2 separate regions of the Callithrix jacchus genome follow, and region 2 is linked to region 1. Evidence: chromatin contacts called from public Hi-C data. All regions are on one chromosome and are shown on one strand. The core of a region is the stretch at or near the end of the contact, and the rest is flanking DNA. Distances in the headings are between cores, read along the strand shown. Region 1 overlaps DOCK4 (dedicator of cytokinesis 4). Region 2 has its middle 13 kb from the start of LSMEM1.

Evidence for each region. A called contact is a pair of places that touch in the nucleus more often than the background predicts.
Region 2: a contact with region 1 is called in a Hi-C map of skeletal muscle, with 7 times the contacts expected there. The contact joins two enhancer-like sites. A contact is called at or near these places in 3 of 3 Hi-C or Micro-C datasets (induced pluripotent stem cells and skeletal muscle).

What each region holds. Positions count from the first base shown.
Region 1 is chr11:82,285,694-82,289,904 of calJac240_pri, reverse strand. DOCK4 (dedicator of cytokinesis 4) reads left to right here. Exons shown (of 51, transcript XM_078343205.1): 40 at 372-538; 41 at 3,129-3,215. Among named protein-coding and RNA genes, the nearest start is that of IMMP2L, 180 kb to the right of the region's middle. Within about 2 kb of position 2,029, at least 5 of the 16 cell types and tissues checked have an H3K27ac peak or open chromatin away from gene starts, as enhancers often do. A contact at or near this core is called in skeletal muscle, where this site is marked.
Region 2 is chr11:83,025,874-83,030,084 of calJac240_pri, reverse strand. No RefSeq gene overlaps it. Among named protein-coding and RNA genes, the nearest start is that of LSMEM1, 13 kb to the right of the region's middle. Within about 2 kb of position 2,109, at least 1 of the 16 cell types and tissues checked has an H3K27ac peak or open chromatin away from gene starts, as enhancers often do. A contact at or near this core is called in skeletal muscle, where this site is marked.

The DNA.
Region 1 (4,211 bases), core at 780-3,279:
GTCATGCACAGACTGAAAGATGTCTCATGAACAAGAATTAGGATCATGCTAATTCTTAGTACCTAAAGCCCAAATGATTTTGATCTTCCCCACATAAAAAAAAAAAAAAAAAAAATCAGTGATATCCAAATCCACAGGTCTTGGAAATTTCGAGCTGGTACTTCACCTACCTAGAACTAGTTCAAGATCCATAGTTTGAGACGGGATTTGCCAGAACTGAGTTCTTGGCATCTTCTTGGTAATTTTTTAAATGACTTCAACTGAAATGGAAAGATTGTTACCCATCTTCTTCTCTCTGCCGTAGCTCAGCCTGAGCCAGACTTCCTTGGAGTTTGCCAAGTCAGGTTCTCTCCTTGACTCTTGAATCCTAGATTTGCAGATATATGCGGTGACTCCCATTCCGGAGAGCCAGGAGGTCCTGCAGAGAGAGGGTGTTCCGGACAACATCAAAAGTTTCTATAAAGTGAATCACATCTGGAAATTCCGCTATGACAGACCTTTTCACAAAGGCACAAAAGATAAAGAGAATGAATTCAAGGTACCATGCCACTCTTATAACATGCCAACTCCTCAGATAGACTGCGAACCTCTTGGGGCGTGACCCTTGGTAAATATTTACCCAGACTAGTGTCAAGTAACAGAAGGGACTATATGAATCATTAAGTCTACTGGTTCTGCAACTCCACTGTGTATCAGTGACATGGAGTGCTCCCTAACCAGGCAGATTTCTGGTGCCCAGCTCAGGAATTCTGACTCAGTAGGTCTGGGAGGAGGTCCTAAAATAAAATTCTAATGCTGGTGGTTCTCAGAGCAGTATTTGAGAACTTATGGTTGAAGTCAGTCATTCATTATGTCCAACTAGTTGTGGGAACCTTAAGATGTTTATTTTCGCATAAAGTTCAACGAATAAAGAATACTTAATGAACAGAGAAAAAGAGTTCCTGAAGAGAGAACAGTTGGGTAGACTGCTGGTACAGTGGGTAAGTTATGTGCCATATTTTGCTGCTTGTTCTTGTTAGAACAGTGTGTAATTCAGACTTCTCAGGACTCTGGGTAAAGGCAAATCTTGGGTTCTTTGTGTGTGTTGAGTTCTCTGTTCTCAGTAGTTGCAAAACGCCATCCTACTTCAGTACCCTCTCAGCCAGAAAGGGACAAGGTTTCTCATAGCCCCACTGCAGAAAAGGGGCAAGACTGTTCAGCAGATAAAATAGAGGCTGCTCCTTTCTTTGCAAACAATGACATACTGAGACCCTCCAGTTAGTATTTCACACCAGAACAAAGAAGGCAACATTAGCTTATTTTTGTGAGTGAATTAATTGGCTTAGCATTTTTCATCACAGATGTTCTCCACTTAAGCTAGGAAATGTGCTCCTAACACAATTGTCTCATATTTGCTCACTTGGTCGGCTTTGCCTGTGTCAGTTTCCAGTACTCCCAGAAGTATTTCCAGGAATTATTATTCACCACCAAGAGGAGATCAGAAGGGGAAGCTTTTCAGAGTTAAGACGGGATTGAATGTAGAGCAGTCCCTTGTGCGCGGAGATTGGATGGCTAAACGTCAAGGCAAGGGGGCCACTGGAAGACAGCAATGGCATAGCATTAAAAAGATGCGTGATCATTTTCTTGTTTTTTTTCTGGAAACTTACATTTTTCTTTTTGCCTTGCAAAATCAGTTAAGGATATAGCTAGTTTATGACTCAGTTCTCCTTGCAGTTGCTTTTAGTGAAAACATAGTCAAAAATCCACTGAAATCAGGCAACTGATTTGTCGAAAGTTACCTTCTAATTACCAGTAGCTTCAATCCTAAAACACATTTTCCAACTCCTTTTTTTTTTTTCACCACACCACATTTCCCTGTGGCTGTCACTTTAAATGGGTATCCGTGGTGCAGCAATCCCCCTAAAAATACAATAATAATAAACCTGACCCCAGATTTATAGCCCTCAGAATCTGGCTCCAAAGTGCCCCTCCAGAAGCCTCGTCTCCGCCACAACCCACTCACCCCTCCTCCCTCTCAGCCTCCTCTCTTCCTCTCCTGCCACGCCCTTTTGCAAGCCGCTTCTCCTGCCAGGGCTGCCACCCCCTCTCTCCTCCTGGCAAACTCCTACTCACTCCTCAGAATGCAGCTCACGTGTCGCCCCCTCTGAGAACTGCTGTCCTCCTCCCCCAGGCTGGCGTGTGTGCCTGCATCCTCCTCTGTTGGCCCCCAGAGCTTTGAACATCCCTTTCTCTTCACTCTGAGCTCTTATTCATCTGCTTACCTCCCTGTCACCACCAGAACACTGCGAGCTCTTGTCACAGGATCCCTACCCTATTCATCTCAGCACAGCTTGGCTGGCCCAGAGAAACTCTTCCTTTTTTGTTGCGGTTTGAGTAACTGGCACTATTTCAGAAATTTTGTAAATTGTATTATCCTCTTGGGAATATGCTTGGTTTAAATAAGAATGATGAGGCGTAGATACTAAAACCTGGTTGACAAAAAAGAAGCCTGTCATCAACAGCAGCTTGTACCAAAGGCGGCGTGGTTTCACATGTCCTGGGGTTGCTCACCCTGGCTTTAGTACAGATTTGCCTCTATTAACAGCAGTCCAAAGAATCCCAAGAAAATGTGGCACAGTAGATTTAGCAAGAGTGGAAGAGTCAGAGATCCTAGTGGCTGGGTTCTAGTGGTGGCTCTATTGGTAGTTAGAATGTAGCTTTTGAGCAAGTCACATTGCTGCCTTGGGACCTGGTGTCTTCATGTTTAAGACAGATCCTGCCATCTGGTTCCTAAAGTCTTTTCTTCCCTTAGGACGCTGTTCTTCTCATCTTACATTAACTGGCTTATACACTGTCTGACTGGCCCTTCTAGATATAAATGGCTAGATGTTAAGGAGTGAAGAGAGTTTACATTCGAATTTTGGAGAAATAGTGAAGAAAATAACATAATAGCGTATTCTTGTATTTTTAAGCTTGCTGTTTGAAGTAGGAGCCCATTTAGTTCACTTGGAAATAAAGTTTGATGATATACAGTGGAATTATTAAAATAAGCTTCAGCAATATCTCACTGTGTAGTTTCGTGAGTGCTTGAATGAAGACTAAAAGGCTGACAGGAATAAGCAGGACCTAATTTGTTTTGTGTTTTGTAGAGTCTCTGGGTGGAGAGAACGTCATTATACTTGGTGCAGAGTTTACCTGGCATTTCTCGCTGGTTTGAAGTGGAAAAGCGTGAAGTGGTAAGGATCAGAGCTTATGCTCAAGTACTTTCTCATCACAGTTGTTCACGTAGAGTTGTGCTATATGTTCATTACTTCTCCTTTGACCCAGATTCCCTGGCAGCACTCATAGTAAAATAGTGCGTGTTGATGGTATTGACCACTATTGCCAAGGCTGAGAAGGTAAACATTAATATTGTCCTAATGCAACCAGATGGAGGGATTCCTTGAAACTACTCGATTTGCTACATGTTAAAAGAAAACCACTCAGGCCCTTGAGTTAGAAGACTTGGAATTCCAGCTCTCCTAATTACTATAGCTGTGTGACCTTCAGTGCTTACTGTGTCAGACCAGTGCTAATAGTAACTGCCTTATCTTATTTAATCATTCTATCAGGGCTGTGAGGTACACATTCTTGTTCCTGTTTTAGCAATTTTTGACAAGAGGTCAAAAGCCTTTGCCAGAGATCACATAGCAAGATGTTGAAGAGAAACTCCAACCCAGATCTTTCTGATTCCAAAGCCAGTTACACTGATCTTTTCTAGCCATGGCTCTTACAGGCAGGAGAAGGCTAATGTCAAGTCTCTGCACAGTGCCCGATGCACAGTAAGTCCGTGTTGTTACAGTTCCCAGTAGAAAGGAGGGCAGCGTATTAGTCTCACTGGGCCGTCCTGGGTGGAGCAGCAGCAGTAGAGCGGTGGATGCCACTACAGAACCTGGTAACCACCGCTCCCAAGAACTTTCTGGTTGTAACATGTGGCCCCAGCTCCAGTCCCCAGTTGTGGAGAGCAGCAGTGGAAGGCAGCCACCTCCACGGTGGGACCGCACCCAGCTCTCTATGCTGCTCTTCCCCCTGACAGCACCTAGATGTCAGCCACAGCCCTGCAATCTCACAGCCCCCCTTGCTACATCTATTATAGCCATGTATTAACTTTATTTCAGTTGGTGTGAATGTTCATTTGTTTCACTGCAGAAATATTAATGTTTTTTTTTGAGCCAGGGTCTCACCATTTCATT
Region 2 (4,211 bases), core at 860-3,359, 740 kb before region 1:
CTGTCATAAATCCAGTGCTTATCAAGTGCTAGGCATCATTTTGTTCAATCTTCACAGGAACACTGTAAGAAAAATATTATTCCCATTTTATTGATAAGCTGACCAAGGCCCAGGAAAGGTAAATAACTTGGCCAAGGTCACGCAACTTGTGAGCAACAGAGCCAGATTCAAAGGCAGGTCCTTCAATTCCAAAGTCCACAGTCTTCACCACCGTCTCTGAGGCCTTCTTAGCCTGCTTGGGGCCATGTTTCCCCAGTTGCAGCTCCCAGTTGTCCTTTGTCTGATGCCACCATTTGCTCTCCCTTCAGTATCCCACATAGACTCTATCTTCTCATTTGCCTTCTTTCAAAGGGAGCTCCTTTGCTTGAAGTACCCAACTGCCACCAGGTGTCCCTCCTCTCCTATGAGTGAACACCACTTTGCTCGAATTGCAAATCAGAGGCAATGCAGGCAGCCTGGAAACTCTTTCTAGCTTGATTCAATTAAACAAATTCACGTTATTGAGCAATATACTAATACGCTGGGGATGCCCAGACGAGAGTCAAACAAAGGGTACAACACAAATGCACAATCACAAGGCAAAATCTAAGAGGGTCAAATGAAGTTCTAGGCTCAAAAGAAGAGTGAGTTGTATCGAGTTGGTGGGAAAATAATTTTAAAAGATTTCTTTTGTGACTCTACCAAGTAATATGGAAAGAACCTGGGTTTTCTAACATCTCTACCAAAGGTTTTTTTTAAAATGTTCCAGATTCAATGTCAAAGGCTGCTTCATGTCTTTTTCATCAGTGTTTTTCCAAGTCTATAAAAAAAACTGTTTTTGAGCCTCTACATAAGTTTACAGTAATTCAGAAGTTGACCCTGACTTATGAATATTAAAGAAATTTGCTAGGTTTGGGAAGGGGACACAGAGCAGAATTCTAATTTAGTCTGATTCTGGCAATGTTGAAAATCATTTTTTGGAATGACAAATTAGACATTTTTAGCATTGGAGAAGCCATAATTGAATTATTAACTGGTTTTCAATTGTTGGTCTGCTCCATTTCTTCATTAAACAATAAATGCTCTGTGGCAGCGGCACTACGCATTCAGCAAGAATGTTCCTAATGAAATAAGCTTGTTACAACTCATTTCTTTGGGGAGCCATGCATGAAAAACAAATCAAGTTTCAAAATTTAAAAGGGAACAGATGAGGCCAAGAAATGAAGAAGAATTAAGATCACGACTCTCTAAATTCAGGTCTGCATTTGTCACAGATCATTCTTTCTTTATCTATTTGGAAAGACATGAACTATCTTATGCCTGCCTCCATCTGAGAAAACTTCAAACACTGCCACCTTGCAGGTGGGCTCTATATTTCATGCCATGTCGGCTTTCTCTGTTCTTATCTGCCTTCACATCCTACTCCCCACATTGCTGGCCAAAAAGAAAATGTCTACAGAAGAATTCCCAGCTATGTTATTGGCAATACCAATCTTGAAGGGGAAAAAAGGGTAAAAGAAGAAATTAAACAGAGGTAAATGTTTCCTTGAATTTCTTTCTGACCAATTATGTGACATTTTTTGATTTTCCTTAAGTGGTGAGGGAAATTCAAGGATAACACAAGTTTTCTCCAAATTGACTCTTTTGCAAAGACAGAAAACTCAGCTAAATTTGAAACACATTTTATTCTTCTCCGTTTTAGGAGTTGCGCTGTGCTACATAACAGCCTATCTCTGCTCACTTGAACACTTGGTTTTGCTCCTCAGCTCCTGAGGAATAAATCAATCACCTGTCTCAGTTCATGGTGCATGACTGTCATTGATTTCGACTGACTATTGAATATTTTAATAATGGTTGATTACATTTTTATCCCACTAAATCTGAAGAGTAGTTTCTAAGTCATGAATACAGTTAGATCAAATAAAGAACATCTGACCGTCTTCTCCTATCACAGGAATGTCCATCTTCTCCTATCACAGGTCTAGAAAATGTCCTCAGAAGAAGACTCCAGACAGAAACTCCCACTCAGAATGACAGGACTGATGTAATTGATGTGTGTAGGATCAAGTGGGGGTGAGTATAATGTGTAGCCACTCCCTTAGGCAAAGCCCCGAGCAGCACTGCTTTTCTCAACAAGATCTTCTCAGGCTCTCTTGAGGCAGTACGTGGAGCAAGCCCCTTGTCTGGGCTCTCCTCAGGTTTCTCACCCTTCAGGGTTCCCAGGTGCTTGCTCATACCTGGTATCAAAATAGCCCTCAATAGCTCCATAAACTGGATCCTAAGCTCCATGCAGTTGAGGAGGTCAAGACATGTGGGACCAGAGGTACAGGAATGGGATGGAAATAAAGAGAAAATAAAAATGGGTGAGGGAGGAAGTGACACAGGTATGTACTTCTGAACACATTTGGGGGTTCTTGGACAAGAGATTACTAATGATGCCTAAACATTCAAAATAATATCTACAGAATGGCCTCACTCTTTAATATACAATTTAAGTTCATTTAATTTTTTAGTGACTTATAAACAACACAGAGACTGAAGGGCTTTTTGTCAATTCCCCTATTCTCACCAGCAGCAACACCCTCCCATGATACAGAAGAAAATGCTGAAAGTCAGGGGAATTAAGCAGCATGATCAAAGCCACACTGTTATTCGTGCATAGAACCAGAATCAGAATCCAAGTTTACTCCAAATCCGTTATTTGTCCAGCCACCCAACTGAGCACCAGAATCATCACAGCAGCATTTCATAACAGGAATTTCTAGTCCCACCCCACGCCTGCTAAGTCAGAATAGCCGAGGCCACAGTCCAAGAATCAGGGTTTTTCTAGCCTCTTAAGGGATGCTAGGATGGGCACACTGAGGAATCGCTATTTCTTATTCATGATTACAGATCATTGCTGATTGCCTGTACATGGCTTATTTGCATGACCAGATCATAAGCCTCTTTGAAGGGACCATGCCTTCGGCGCCTCTGAGACCCTTCACAGTGTCCAGCACAGGGCAGCACACAATGGTCCCAACTGCTGAGCAAAGTGTATATGCCTAGTACCTATTTATTAAATGGAATTTTGTTCTGCGTTTTTTTCTCACTGCTTTTTAAAAAAATCATTTTCATCCTCATAAAAAGTAGAATTATATTTCAGTAATGTTTTACCTATGTAAACAAACATGTACTGAGAAGTATTCATCTTCACCAGATAAGTGGCAGCACAGATTCTAATAAGACCATTTTTATTTTTCCTTAAAAAAAATATACTTCCTGGCTCTGTGGAACAATAGTTCAGAGTTCTAGGGCTCTCTCTCCTTTTCACAGCTTCTTCGGGGCAAACTCATTCACAGAGGTGATAGATTACCAGTCTTTTCTGATGATCGATCTCTTTTGCTTATCCTTCTCTCCTGAATATAAATAGGGTCATTATGTTAAGCTGGAATAAAATTATTTTTATGCCCTGACTCAAGGAGAACTTGTTTCCATTACAGTTTTCTTTCTAAGCAATAAAAATTGGTTATAACATGATGGTTTGCAAAATATATTCCAAGATACCTCAGTTAGTCCAAATGGCATGCACACTGAGATTCTTCCCTTTTCCCCAGGCTATTGTTACCAAGAACAAATCAGTTGTTTTGTGTTATTTTCATATCTCCTTGTTGCTTTGTTCTTGGTTTGGAGATTGGTGCTCATTGACAGAGTCCTGGCCAGATGACCCTGGTCTATTCCTGAGTGATAAGTACCCTGTACCCTTAAGTTGCAGCTCAGTGGCCTTACTAGAAGCCAGGCCCTCCTAGTTCGAGGTAGCCCCAAACCCCAACAGCCTCCAGGTATCACAGCAGTGCATGTTATGCAAGGCTGGTTCCAGGCCCGCCTAGAGGTGGTTACCAAGACAGAACAATTTGTGGGACTACAGGAAAGTTCTTCCAGGGTCCTCATGGCAGAATACTAAGTACATGGCATTGGACCTGGAGTCAGAAGACTCCTCTCATAATGGTCTATGAGATCCTCTATGTGATCCTCTCATAATGGCTGGCAATATCAGGAAGGGCATGCAGATAAAGTCTGTTACTAGAACAATCATCTCTCTCTCAGACTCTTGTGAACACCACCAAAGTCCAAAGAATGGTGCAAAACTGTCTTTTCTTTTCCTATCAATACGTGTCTTGGTTTGGCTGTCCCTTCTATTCCTTTTGCTCCTCCTGGGCCTTACCATTAGTGTCCCACTCCCTCCTCCCAGT